3 separate regions of the Mus musculus genome follow, and all the other regions are linked to region 3. Evidence: chromatin contacts called from public promoter capture Hi-C data. All regions are on one chromosome and are shown on one strand. Each heading gives the region's core, a stretch centred on a gene start, on an enhancer-like site or on the middle of the called end of the contact. The rest is flanking DNA. Distances are from core to core; before and after follow the strand shown. Region 1 holds the start of Kcmf1 (potassium channel modulatory factor 1). Region 2 holds the start of Tmsb10 (thymosin, beta 10). Region 3 holds the start of Vamp5 (vesicle-associated membrane protein 5).

Region 1 (3,996 bases), core at 156-2,655, 520 kb after region 3:
ATAAACTTTTCACTAAGTCGGTGACTACTTTTAAAGGTAAAACCTGCTGTAGTGAAACAAAGAGAACATAGCCCCCTCCCCCCTTCCTAAACCATATGGTAGTAAATTCAAGTTAACTTATTTTTTCGCCAGTTCATCGCCCATCCATCGGCCTGAAAACACTTGTGCCTTTGTGCCGTGGGGCTGGGACGCGAGTGGTCTGATTCTTAACCACAGAACCCCAGCGTGTTTCCACAGGGCACCGCGGAAGTCCAAACGCCCCCCGACTGGAAGCCTGCTTCGGTGGGCAGCGCACGCGGGTGAGGGCCCGGGACCGGCCGGGAGCAAGTTCCGCTCCGGCGAGGTGACGGAGCAGGGAGTTTGCTCACCGCGGCCGGGCTGGATCCGCCCCGGGAACTTGGCTTACCCGAGCCCAGGGACGCGCAGAGGCCTACCGCGAGGCCGGGCGAGCTCCAGTCACAGAGGGCTGCCCGAGCCCGAGCCGCGGCGTCTTCCCGCCCGCACGGCCGCGGCCCTCAGGCGGGGCCGTCGCTCGCCCGCGGTCTCCCAGAGACCGGACGCGCCCGCGGGGCCCGGACCCCGCTCCCCCTTGTCGCGGCCGCACGCCCGAGACCCGGCTCGGCCACGGCGCCCGGCTCTTCCGGGAGCCGCCGCAGCTAGGCCGCGCCGGGGCCCCGCGGTTCCCCCGGGCGGGCCGGCCGGGCCTCGGCGTCCGGTATGTGTCCCGAGGGCCAGGCTCCCGCCGGTAACGGGCCCCGCCGCTTCCCCTCCCCCTCTCCCGCCCCATGACAGTGCAAAGCCTCCGGCCGCCCGGCCGCCCCGCCTCCGGCTCCAGGCCCAGCTCAGGGCCGCGGCCGCAAGCCACGGTTGCGGCCGCCGCTCCCGCTCGCTCTTCGGGCCGCGGTGGCCTCGGGTTCCCCAGCCCCGCGACTCGGGCCCGGCCCGCGTCCCCGCCGGTGCCCCGCTGCCCTCGGCGGCGCCCGGACTTCGGGCGGGGTAGGCCGAGGCCCAAGCGGTGGGGGCGGGGGCTCGGCTCTCACCTTCATGTCGGGACATCCTAGTTCAGACGCTGGCGGCGCGGCCCCTCCCGGGCTCCCGGCTGCAGTGTGCCCCCACCGCGGGCTCCCGGCGCTGCCCGCGCCCGGCCGGCCGACTCCCACTCGACTCCCGGGCTCGGCCGCGGGGGCGGGGTGGGCAGGGGAGCGCTCCCGCGGCGGCGGCGGCGGCGGCGGCGGGGAGGCGGCGCGGGGCGGGAATGGGGCCGGGCCTGGCCGGGGCTGAGCTCCTCCAGGAGGCGGGTCCGACGCGGCCGCGGCTCCGCCGGCGCCCGCCGTGACTCGGTCACTCTCGGGCCCCCGCCGGCTCCCGGCAGCGGCGCGGCGTCCGCAAATCCCGCTCGTCCCCTCCCCCGGCCCGCCCCCCGCCCGTCCGTCTCCCGGCTCCGGCCGCCGCCTCCTCCTCCTCCTCTTCCTCCTCTTCCGCCTCCTTCCGCCCGCACGCCCGCCCCGCCTCTCGCCGCCCTGAGGCCCCGCGGCCGGCGGGCGACCGTGCTTGGCGGCGGTCCTGCCGCGGTCCCGCAGGCACCCGAGCCCAGCCGCGGCCCGCCACGCTGCGCGTGGGGAGGACGAGGACGCGAAACGCCCCCGACGTGGCTCCCCAGCGCCTGGGCGCGCGGCGGCCGGGCCATCGCAGACGTCCCGGGGACGTGTGTGTGTTTGTGTGCTGCTTTGAAAGCCGGGGACCCAGAAGGGAATGGCAGTCGGGCCTCCGGGGCTCGCGGGTCCCCAGACCCAGGGGGAGGCCGAGGCCTAGCGAGCCGGCTCGGCCGCCCGCTCGAATGCGCTGCGGGAAAAACTTGGTGGGCTTCGGGGGTACTTTGCTTCCGGCTGTGTGTGCAGGTCTTTCCCTCCACCCAGGCTCCTTACAGGCTACTTTCTCTTCAGGCATTGCTAACTCGACAAACACTTGAGACTACCCCTGACCACGTGTCAGTGGTGGCGTGGCGCAGGTAGAACAGATCGCGCCCTGGAGTTAAGACGTGTTCAGCCCTGGGATTCTGGTTCTGATATGCTCGGTGTAACCTTGAACAAGTGACTTAACCTTGCTGAGCCTTCGCTCTAAATTGGTTCGCTTTGGGTGGTTAATTTTGCCTTGGTAGTCTCGAGATTGGACAAAGTTCCCAGCTAAGTTTACTGAAACTAGGGTCCAAGGTACTGCTTGCTTTGGCGATTTTCCTAATTTGCCCACCCTCCACCGACTGTGGGACCTGGACAAAGCGTTGGTTGCCTTAGCTTCTGTGACTTTCAAAAAGGGCAAGCATATCAATAGATGCAGGAGAGATACAGTACCAAGATTCGACGTGTAGAGTAGCAAAGGAAGGACCCTATTTGTTACAATATTTTATTGAATATGATTTAAGATATGTCTGGTTTTGAAAATACTAAAAGGCTTAATCCGAGAGACTACATAGTAGGTCATCCCTGTCTACCCAAGAAACTAGCTGTAATTAAATTGGGGGTGGTTTTGAGGCATGACCTCAGATAGCCCGAGGCAGTCCTTGAATTGCTCAAGTAGCTGATTCTGACCTTCCCATCTCCCAGGGGCTGGAACGAAAGGCATCTTCCACCACACCCCCACCTAATTTGGGTTTAAATGAGGACTAGATAACAAATATTTCTGTTTCGGGTGTGGAATTCCGCACACTACAGACCGGCCTGAGGAAGACTATGCCTAGTAGGGCTTACAAAGGGAGAGCAGGGTTTGTAGTTAGCCTGATCGACATCCTGGTTAGTGGGTCCTTTCTGACAACCCTACACATTTTATTATTGGCAAGTGATCCTGGGTGTAAGCCAGTTCCCTGAACTTGAGCTGTGAAAGTCAGGCTAGCAGCTCTTAACGCATACACAGGTGGTGAATAATGGTTTTTTATAAATTTGTATCAAAGTTTGTAAGCAGTTCTGTAAAAATGCTGGAGCATTTAGAGTAGCCAACAAAAGCAACACTTCCAGAAAGGAATACCAGTAAGTATGGAAAAAACTGGGTGAAAATAGAAAGGAGACTATTGAGGAGGAAGAAGGGGCTGGAGCTGTGAGGTGAAGTGTGCCCCAAGTCCCAAGTCTACGGAAAAGTCACTCAGGGTTGTGTACAGGCATGATGCTAGGGGAAGAAACATTAAAAACAAGTCTTACTGTATTGAAGGGTTAGCTAGTTTTTTTTTTTTTTTCACCTGCCTCTGCCTCCCAAGTGCTGGGTTTAAAGGCCTGTGTTACCACTGCCCGGTAGGGTTAGCTAGTCTTGTTCATGGGAGGAAACATAGCTTGGTCTGACCTCCAAGGGACTACCATGTTTTTTTGACAGTGATTTCATTGTTAGTATCCCAGCTTAGCCGTGAATCTCCAGCTCTTCCTGCCCTAGATCTCCTTCCCATGCCTCCTTGGTTTCCCCCATGTCCAGTTGAAAGTCACAGGTATCTTTACCAAACTTACTGTGTTCCATAGATGGCCCAGTTCTAGTCCTTAAAACAACAGTCAGATAAATCCTAATGAGATTTAAATACCATCAGTAGATCAGCAGACAATAGCTGCACCTTTTTGTGTTTTTCTGTACTTCTTTAAGGTTTTAAGATTAGGGGGAAATGAGCCAGGCGTAGTGGCACACATCCTTTAGTTCCAGCACATGGGATGCAGAGGCAGGCATAGCTCCCAGCCTGGTCTCCATGGAGTGTTCCAGGACAGTCAGCAGAGCTACACTGGGAGACCCTGCCTCAAAAAGACAAAAAAAAAAAAAAAAAAAAAAAAAGATTAGGGCAAGTGTCCAAGAGAAGGGCCAGAGAGATGGCTCAGCGGTTAAGAGCACTGACTGCTCTTCCGAACCCTGAGTTCAATTCCCAGCAACCACATGGTGGCTCACAACCACCCGTAACAAGATCTGGCGCCCTCTTCTGGAGTGTCTGAAGACAGCTACAGTGTACTTACATATAATAATAAATAAATCTTA
Region 2 (4,310 bases), core at 1,274-3,773, 580 kb after region 3:
GGCCCAGGGAGGGAAATGATGTTTGGCTTCTTCAAACCATGATGAGGTTCATCATGCTCAGGCCCTGTCAATTAAAGCGTCAAGCCCGTGGGGGAAGGGAAGCCCGTGGGGGAAGGGAAGCATGGGAGCTGCTTGGCTTTAGCATGACCTGAGAGGAGGCCAGTGAAGATTCAGTAGGCTTTTCTCTCTTCTTTCTTGTAAACTAATGAGCTTATGAGGCCCACTTACAGGAGCATTAGCTAGAGACTTCTTACTCAAGCATTGGGACTTAATTCAGCCCCATCCTACCCTGGGTCACTACAAAAGCTACATCTGTGGGAATCACTAACAGCAGAGAAAAAGAGCCCTTCCCTATTCAGAGGTGATGGAGGCCTCCAGGTACCAGCTGGAGTTGATCTGTTATGTAAACCAGGCATTGGCTCCCCAACCTGTCTGTCCGCTGATCTGCCCTGACTGCCGGTCTCACTACTAGGTTTTAAATTTCTTGTGACCAGGAGGATACAGCTCATTTGAACTAACTGCCCTCATCTATTTATCCAGTCCCTTGGGGGTAAGGCAAAAATGTGGGGCAAACCCTATCCAATTGTTTCCCTCCCTCCCCTCCTACAGGAAAAGGCTACCCCTGTAATCATAAGCCTGCTTCAGTGCCCAATACCCTTGGGCTCCTCCTCCATTAGCCCCACTGTGCTGGTCCCACCCCTTCCCTGTGGGTCATGAAAGGGTGTGACCTCCTTCAGTTCTGCCGCCACAACGCACGCACCCGCTGCTCTCTTCCACCCTCAGAGGATCTGTCTGGGAGGCAGCTCAGCCTATGCTCCCTCTATAATGGCTAACGCATTCGCATAAGGTTCAGAGACAAAAAACTAGGCTGATCTCCGTGGCTGCAGTTCTGAAGATGTTCCGCAAGTTGTGATATAATGCGGTTTTATCTGGCCTTTGTTTTTATTTCACCTCATTCTGTTAACACCCAATAGAAAACCTCGTGTGTTTGTGTCTGAGGGATGGACCCCGACCTCGCCCAATTTCCCACATTCCTGAATGATTCTTTGCATCCTTTCCTCTCAGACTTTAACAAATCACTGCTTCTGGTGTGCGTGAAAGGTTAAGAGGGCAGAAGAAAAGGTAGGATTTGAAGAGCCGATCAAAAGCAAAGCTTAATCTTTTGGACAGCATTTTTCAAAATGGGGTTAAAATTGACATGGATCGCATTAAGGGCGAAGCAACTGAGAACCCAGGAAACCGCATGTCGAGAAGCACGTAAAACAAAAATAAAAACGATACATCCTCCTCACCCATTCTACCACGTCCCCTCCTCTCTCCCTGCGGCACAACTCACTCCCAGACCGCTCTGCCCACGCATACTCAACTAAAAAATTCAGACCACGCCAACCATGCCACGAGGTGTTTTTATTTTCATCAATCATACAAATAATTTTCTATAATATCCCAGGGCAAACCGGTGAAATTTGGCAGTCCGATTAGTGGAGGGGTCCCCTTCAGAGACCCGCGGGCCGGTGGCATCGGCTCGGAGTGCCCGGGTTTCACAGTGCAGCTTGTGGCTCGCGTCCATCTTGCAGGTGGCTCTTCCTCCACATCACGAGGGGGTCTTGGAGATGATGGGGCGGGGTGGGGTGGGGTGGGGAAATCTTCCTAGGCTTTTAGGAGATTTCACTCCTCTTTTCCTGTTCAATGGCTGCGAAGGGAGGGATGTGGTCATTGGAGCTACCTTACAGCCCCCCATACCCAACCCACAAACCTGGTGTGGGTGAGGCACCCACGAGGCCTGCGGACAGAGAAGGGGTTTGGAAGAGACAAAGTGCTTTGTGTGACTGGAAGGGTGGCTGTGGCCTTAGATTCGGGGTGGGAAGATAGTGGCCGGATGGGGGTGGGGGTGCCGGGCTGGCACAGCAGGGAAGGGAGGAGCGCTGGGGTGGGAACCCGGGGCACACTTACTCTCTTTGGTCGGCAGGGTGTTCTTCTCCTGCGTCTCGGTTTTCTTCAGCTTGGCCTTATCGAAGCTGGCGATTTCCCCCATGTCCGGCTTGTCTGCCATTTTCTTACAACTCTGATGGGCGAAACAAGGTGATAATGGGTGGCCAGGGGCTTGGGGGTGACCAGCGCGTCCTGGATCCCGCGCCTTCCGCGAACGCCTCTCAACGTGGCATTCCCAGTCCTGGGCGTTCCCGCAGCCCGGAGGCCGAGGATCCTAGACTCGTCCACCACACCCTCCCTCCGAAGCCCCAGGGCGTGGCCTGCTAGCCCCAGAAGATTCCAAACCGCCGGGTCGCCTGTTGCAACCGAAGGGGAACGCGCCCGCCAGCCATAAACTGGCCCGACCCCACCCAGGGTAGGCCCCAAGGCCGGCGCTGTGCCTTACCGTGGATTCTCCTTCCGAGCTCGCGCTCCAGGTGCTCCCACTCTCGTTGCTGCAGCAAGAGACAAAAGAGCGGCGCCCGCCCCTCGTCTTATATACACCGCGCCCCGCCCCGCCTCTCGCCCGCCGCAACGAGGGCGTGGCCAGCCCGCGCGGAGGGCGTGGCCAGCGCGCGCGGGGGCTGGGGGGCGCTCAGCATCTCCAGGCTGCCTGGGGCTCCGCCCTTCTCGGCCCGCGTTCCTAACCCGTTGCGATCCCGCGTGGAGGGTGGCAGGCACCAGCTCCCGGTGGTCTCTTTTCTTGATATATCTCCTTTTCCTAGTACCCAGGAGCCTGCTGCTCACCCCGCGGGAAGGGCGTGGGGGGGGGGGCAGCGGGGAAGGACTTGGGGTTTTGTTGAATGTATGTGTGGTGTAGGGTTGTGGGTGTGCGGGCGAGCACGCGCGCTCTGCTGCAGCCCTGCTCGCGGGAGACACCCCACCCGCGTCGCCTCAAGTCTCTTGCGTTTGCTCTCCAGAGTCTCCTTCTTTCTATTTTCTTGTGGTTGGTGCTTCTTAAAACAAGCTGTTTTCAGGCATTGTCTAAGGGCGGAGGTGGGAGCTAGGACTCCCGGGAGGGCTCCGCTGTTCCTTTTCTCAGTGGCCTTTTAGAAACACTGTACTGGAGGGTGCGGTTTTTCTCCTTCAGTTAACCTTCAATGTGGTTTTTAGAAGGAAAAAGAGGGGAAAAAGCTCCTGTGCCTGCAAACCTTGCTTTTTCTTGTTAACCCATTCCAGGAGTGGGATACTGCACTCCTGAAAAAGTTACCTCTTCAGCTCCTACAACCCCCATGGACAGTGAGTTCTATTATATCACCCAGGGCTGAAACGCCATCCATCCCCACTCCCATCCCTTTTCCTGTGTTGAATATAGAGCATATTCTACTGATAGAAGAAAAAGAGGAGAAACATTTCCTGAACGGCAAACTTCATGGTTCAGATAGACAGACAAAGAGCAAAATATCTTTGCTTGAAGTAATAACAGTTTAGTGGGGGTGGGGGTTGTAGAGAGTTGTCTCATCCACGTGGGGCTCACCCACACGGTGGCTTACAAGCATCTGTAGCTCTAGTTTTAGGAGACTTGGCATCCTCTTCTGGCCTGCTTGGGCACCAGGTATGAGTTTGGTGTGCATAAAACACTCATGCACATAAAATAAAAATAAATCTTTTAAAGAAAGTTGTTTCTTATGTAACACAATCCTGTGATTTCTGTACTAGTCTCCTTTTTAAAAAATTATTTTCTTTAGAAAGGGCGTCACCTGTTTATGTAGCCATATGTTTATGGATCTCAGTATGTAGATCAGCCTGGATTTGAACTCATAGAGATTGGCCTGTTTCTTGAATGTTAGGCCTAAAAGCCTGTGTTATCATGCCTGGCTTTGTGCTTTTTATTGCATAGTGACTGGTATTCAGGCCCCCTTTCTCTTGTTATTCTGGACCCCTCCATCTTCTATATCCAGGCAGTGGACCAGGAAAGAAAGGAGGATGAAAAGTCACACTAGAATTTAGCCTCAGATTCAGAAGTCGCTTCCATCACTTCTGTCTTCATTTCCTTGGCCTAGAATGTAGTCACATGCTCTTACCCAAAGTCCAGGAAATCTGGGAAACCGAAAGCAGGGCTGGGCAGATTGAAACAGTCTCTACTTGTTGAAGGATCTGCTAAGCTTGAACATAAAACTATCCAGACATCCAGAGATAGTATCTCTGGATTCCGTGCTGGATGCAATGCTAACCTTAAGTTAGGTTTGGACTTCCTGGGCTTCACCTTGAAGTCAGTGCATAAATGTCCAATTGTACAAGGTTGCATCCAAGGTGAACTCCAATCCCTTTTCTCTTTATTGAGGGAAGAAATCTGATTCTTCTAGGTGTAGGCATAGAGAAGAGATGCAGGATTCCCA
Region 3 (4,279 bases), core at 522-3,021:
GCACACATACATGCAGGGGAAAATTCATACACATGAATAAAATCTTTTAAAATGATCTATGGTGCTAGGAAGATGCCTCCATAAATAAATCCCCTGTTGCACAAGTTTGGGGACCAGAGTCTGACTCCCTAGCACCCACATAAAAGCCAGGCAGTCTGCCTGTAATCCTAGGGGCAGGAAGAAGGGGCCGGTCCCAAGGACAAGCTGGCAGCTAGACGAGACAAACTGGTGAGCTCCAGGTTGAACCAGAGATCCCGTCTCCAAAAATAAAGTGGAAAGCTGTTTAATAAGACACCTGACATCAGCCTCTGACTTCCACATGTATCTAAACAGGCATGTGCCCAGACACGTGAACAAGCGTGCATACCACACATGCAAAAAAATATTGCTCATTTCCATCTCTCATTTTCATCTCCTCCATCACTGTTTTGTGCTATTCCAATGGCAAAAAAGAATTTTTTTCTTAAATCATTTTGACTGAATGAGTCCCAGTGAAGAAAAGGGAAAGGAAAGGGAAATCAGTTGGGGGTGGGGGTATATATGGTAGTCAGAGGGATGGGATGCAGGAGGAAAGAGCTGGAGACAGAAAGGGGGACAAGGGAAGAAGAGATAGATGATGGAGCTGGAGACAGGCTGAAGGGATAAAATTAATGCATCCCCCAGACTCTGAACCCCCAAGGTTCTCCTGAACAGCCAGATAACCTAACCTGGCGCAGCCTTCTTTTCAGAACTTCTCCTCAAGAGCTGAGAGCCAGTTGAAAGACCATCTCTGCCCTGTACTCTCGGAAGTGGGCTCTCAGCTCCAGCCCATTCTCAGAGCCTCCCTCGGTTTCCTGGTGTGGCCTCAAAGCTTAGGGCTACCTTCCTGCCACACTTCCCTTTCCTGCCTCCAGTTCCCTAGAGATGAGGCCATCCAGGCATTGCCACCCCTAGCCAGGCCACATCCATCCCATCTTAGAGTACTAAACTTGCTTCCAGTCTGGCCACCTTCCCAGGAGCCCTGGAAGGTGGGATCCAGGCATCAGTGGTCCCTGACACTTTTGTCTTGGAAATGGCAAGTCTGCAGCAGGAGTGAATGTAGGTGACTCAACTCATGATTATGTTACTAGGTAGAGGTTAGGAAAGAGTCAGCAGGCTGGGTCACAGGGATAACTTCATGGAACTTTTATAGTAAACAACTTATTTTCTCTTTTCCCCCAGGGAAGTGTTTATCTGTCAGCACGTCAGCACGGGGCCTCTACCAGGCATCTGCTCAGGTTTCCAACCCTTGGGCCAGCTCTGGCTCCTCTTAGCCTGGGGAAGAGCTGGAGAGGTCATCGCATTACCTACCACTTCTCAGCAAAGGGTTCTGAGTGCCTGGCAGCAGCGACCATAAACATCTTCTTTAACCTCTCAAGGACCCACCAAGGTAAGTATTGCTGCCCCTACTTCACTGCGCGGAAAAGGAGGCTCGTGGAGGTTAAGTAACTTGCCCGGTATTGCCGGGAGCTGATAACTGCTCCAGGAGCGTGGGAAGCTGTAGCACCGCTCACTCTGCCCCGACGGGGCGCACTCCGAAGTCTCCCTCCCCGGTTGCCTGCAAAGTTGGGGACTAGTCCGTGCGACCAGCGTGACCTATGCCCCTGGGGTTCAGAATCCTGCTTTTTGCCCCTGCACAATCGCCCTCTGCCCCTGCCCGTCTCACCATTGCCTCCGCAGCCGCCGCCGCTGCCTGCTCGCCGGCTCCGATTCCTCTGCCCCGAGCGGCCTCAGTGCCCGCGGCCCGGGAGGAAGCCGTGGGGCGGGGCGGGCCCGCAGCCCAAGAGGGAGGGGGGCGCGCCTTCTCAGAGGTGCCCGTCCCGGGCAAACCGAAAGCGGTGACAGGACCCGTGGGGCGCCTCCTACCGGGCCACAGGCGTCCGATTTCCGATGACACCCCAGCCTGGTGAATTGGGGACCGATGTCTCTTGGATCTGGGGCTGCATCAGGAGTTAGCCCAGGAGGCGTCATTCCGTCATGCAAAAAGCATCTGTGGGAGCTATGTGCTGGAGCTGACATGAACAAGCCAGAAGTATTTGCCACCTTGGTGAGTGCGTCTCACCCGAAATTAAAAACACACCAACCACTCCAAAGTTCTGATTATTTACAGACGGAACAGGCAGTATTCTGAATACATTGTATGTCACCGAGTTATACCCTTAAAAATGGTAAGCTAGGGCTGGTGAGATGGCTCAGTGGGTAAGAGCACCCGACTGCTCTTCCGAAGGTCCGGAGTTCAAATCCCAGCAACCACATGGTGGCTCACAACCATCTGTAACAAGATCTGACGCCCTCTTCTGGAGTGTCTGAAGACAGCTACAGTGTACTTACATATAATAAATAAATAAATCTTTTTAAAAAATGGACTCGCGTTGTGGAAAGAACCAACTCCTGCAAGTTGGCCTCTGATCTCCATACATTGGGGGAGGAAGATTTTTAAAATGCTAAAGTGTTGCAGACATTTCTGTGAGCTAAAAGTCTCAATGGTGTGTGGATGGATCTCAAGTTTTGAACCAACAAGAGGCAGAAGAGGCAAAGGAGAAGATGGGAGCCAGCTTCCAAAGTGGTACTCAAGCAGAGACCATCTCTTTTGGATAAGAATAAAATACAAACTACACAGACTGTCTTGAAGAGTTTCACAGCATGAGTTTAGGACAGAGTTGCAAGCTGCTGCAAGGAAAACAAACAGGTGTTGCCCAGCCTGAGAACACACACTTTCTCTTAGATTCCTGGTGTGGGCCTTGCGGGATGGTCCTCTAACAGGTGAGGAAGATGGAGTTCTTGACGAAGAGAGATGCCGAGGAAACTGCGGCTTTTCTTGCAGAACTGGGAACTGAGAAGTCCTTTCCTTAATCTCATTGGCCCGTCCCAGCCTCAGGCCAACTTCAAGGTTAAAATGAGGTTGTTTGTAAAGAACTGTGCAAAAGGTGCAGAAAGCCTGAAGACTTGTAAAGGATACGCTGTGCTCTGAATTCCACAAAAAGCTCACGGAGGAATATATTAAGTGGTGCTGTTTTATGTGCTTAATCGAAGGCTAAAATGTGAGACCGCAGAGACGGCTCAGCAGTTAAGAGTCCTGGCTGCCCCTCCAGAGGACTGAGGTTTAATTGTCAGCACCTACATGCCAGCTCACTACATGCCAGCTCACTACATGCCAGCTCACTACATGCCAGCTCACTGCGGTCTGTTAACTCCAGCTCCGGGGGATCCGATGCCCTGTTCTGGCCTCCAAGGACACGTGTCACACATGGTCACAGTCACACATGCAGAGGAAGCATCTTTACACATAAAATAAAAATAATTTAAAGAACAAAGAGTTTTTAAAAAGACTTTAGTTTTAAGGCAAAAACTCAATTGTAAATGGATGCTGGGGATGGGCTTGCCTGTTTTGCCCCAAGCCCTGGGTTTGATGTCCCGCATCATACAAACCAGACTTGGTGGTAGATGGCAGCATCGGCGAGCCAGCAGCAGAAGGGTCAAGGTTCACAGCCATGGCCTGCTGTCTAATGAATGTGAGCAGTTACTACATGAGAGCCTGCCCGAAGACAAAATAAAACAAAACCAAACAGAAAACTGAGCTGGCTCTGTAGCTATGGTTGTGATCCTAACACTTAAGAGGATGAGGCAGGAGGATTGACTGAGTTTGAGACCAGCCTGGGTCATATATAGTAAATTCCAGGACAGCTTAACCTAGGCTTCAAGGCTACAAAGTAAGACTTTGTCTATTAAAAGAAAGAAAGAAAGAAAGAAAGAAAGAAAGAAAGAAAGAAAGAAAGAAAGAAAGAAAGGAAGAAAGGAAGAAAGAGAAAAGAGAAGAAAACAACAGAAAAGAAAAGAAAGGAAAAGAAAAGAGGAGAAAAGAAGAGAAAAAAGAAGGCCATGTGAATTTGACTCCAATGTAAAATGAAAGCAGCCTCTTACAGGAAGTGCTGACTCTGGCTTTTCTCTGTTCTAAACTCTTTTTTTTTTTCCTTTCCGAGACAGGGTTTCTCCGTATAGTCTTGGCTGTCCTGGAACTCATTCTGTAAACCAGGCTGGCCTCACACTCAGAAATCCACCTGCCTCTGCTTCCCGAGTGCTGGGATTAAAGGCGTGCGCCACCACTGCCCAGCTGTTCTAAACGCTTGTAGGCCTGTTCCTTTGCTGGAGATGCTGGTGTGCTTCTAGATTTGTGTAGCCTTCCTGAGCTGCTGTGGAGAAATAGTTAAAGCCATCTTCCACCTTCCAGGCTGCCCTTGACATCCTAAATGTGGCTTCTCTT

The links. Promoter capture Hi-C pulls out the DNA fragments that hold promoters and counts their contacts.
Region 1: a promoter capture Hi-C map of pre-B cells shows a contact between it and region 3, with 3 times the contacts expected there. The contact joins the promoter of Kcmf1 here to the promoter of Vamp5 in region 3. A contact is called at or near these places in 5 of 39 promoter capture datasets (the 3T3-L1 cell line, the C10 cell line, cranial neural crest and 2 more), 1 of 115 datasets of contacts at active chromatin or transcription factors (pancreatic cancer cells) and 1 of 9 other capture datasets (adipose tissue).
Region 2: a promoter capture Hi-C map of pre-B cells shows a contact between it and region 3. The contact joins the promoter of Tmsb10 here to the promoter of Vamp5 in region 3. A contact is called at or near these places in 1 of 39 promoter capture datasets (pre-B cells), 1 of 115 datasets of contacts at active chromatin or transcription factors (pancreatic cancer cells) and 1 of 9 other capture datasets (adipose tissue).

What each region holds. Positions count from the first base shown.
Region 1 is chr6:72,898,574-72,902,569 of GRCm38.p6, forward strand. It overlaps Kcmf1 (potassium channel modulatory factor 1), which reads right to left and starts at 1,406. Exons shown (of 7, transcript NM_019715.2): 1 at 1,041-1,406. The coding sequence starts at 1,056.
Region 2 is chr6:72,955,960-72,960,269 of GRCm38.p6, forward strand. Tmsb10 (thymosin, beta 10) reads right to left here and starts at 2,524. Exons shown (of 3, transcript NM_025284.4): 1 at 2,378-2,524; 2 at 1,954-2,065; 3 at 1,388-1,693. The coding sequence starts at 2,053. The coding sequence ends at 1,659.
Region 3 is chr6:72,378,697-72,382,975 of GRCm38.p6, forward strand. Vamp5 (vesicle-associated membrane protein 5) reads right to left here and starts at 1,772. Exons shown (of 3, transcript NM_016872.4): 1 at 1,685-1,772. The coding sequence starts at 1,687. It overlaps Gm52494 (a long non-coding RNA gene), which reads left to right and starts at 586. Exons shown (of 3, transcript XR_003956310.1): 1 at 586-1,077; 2 at 1,201-1,408.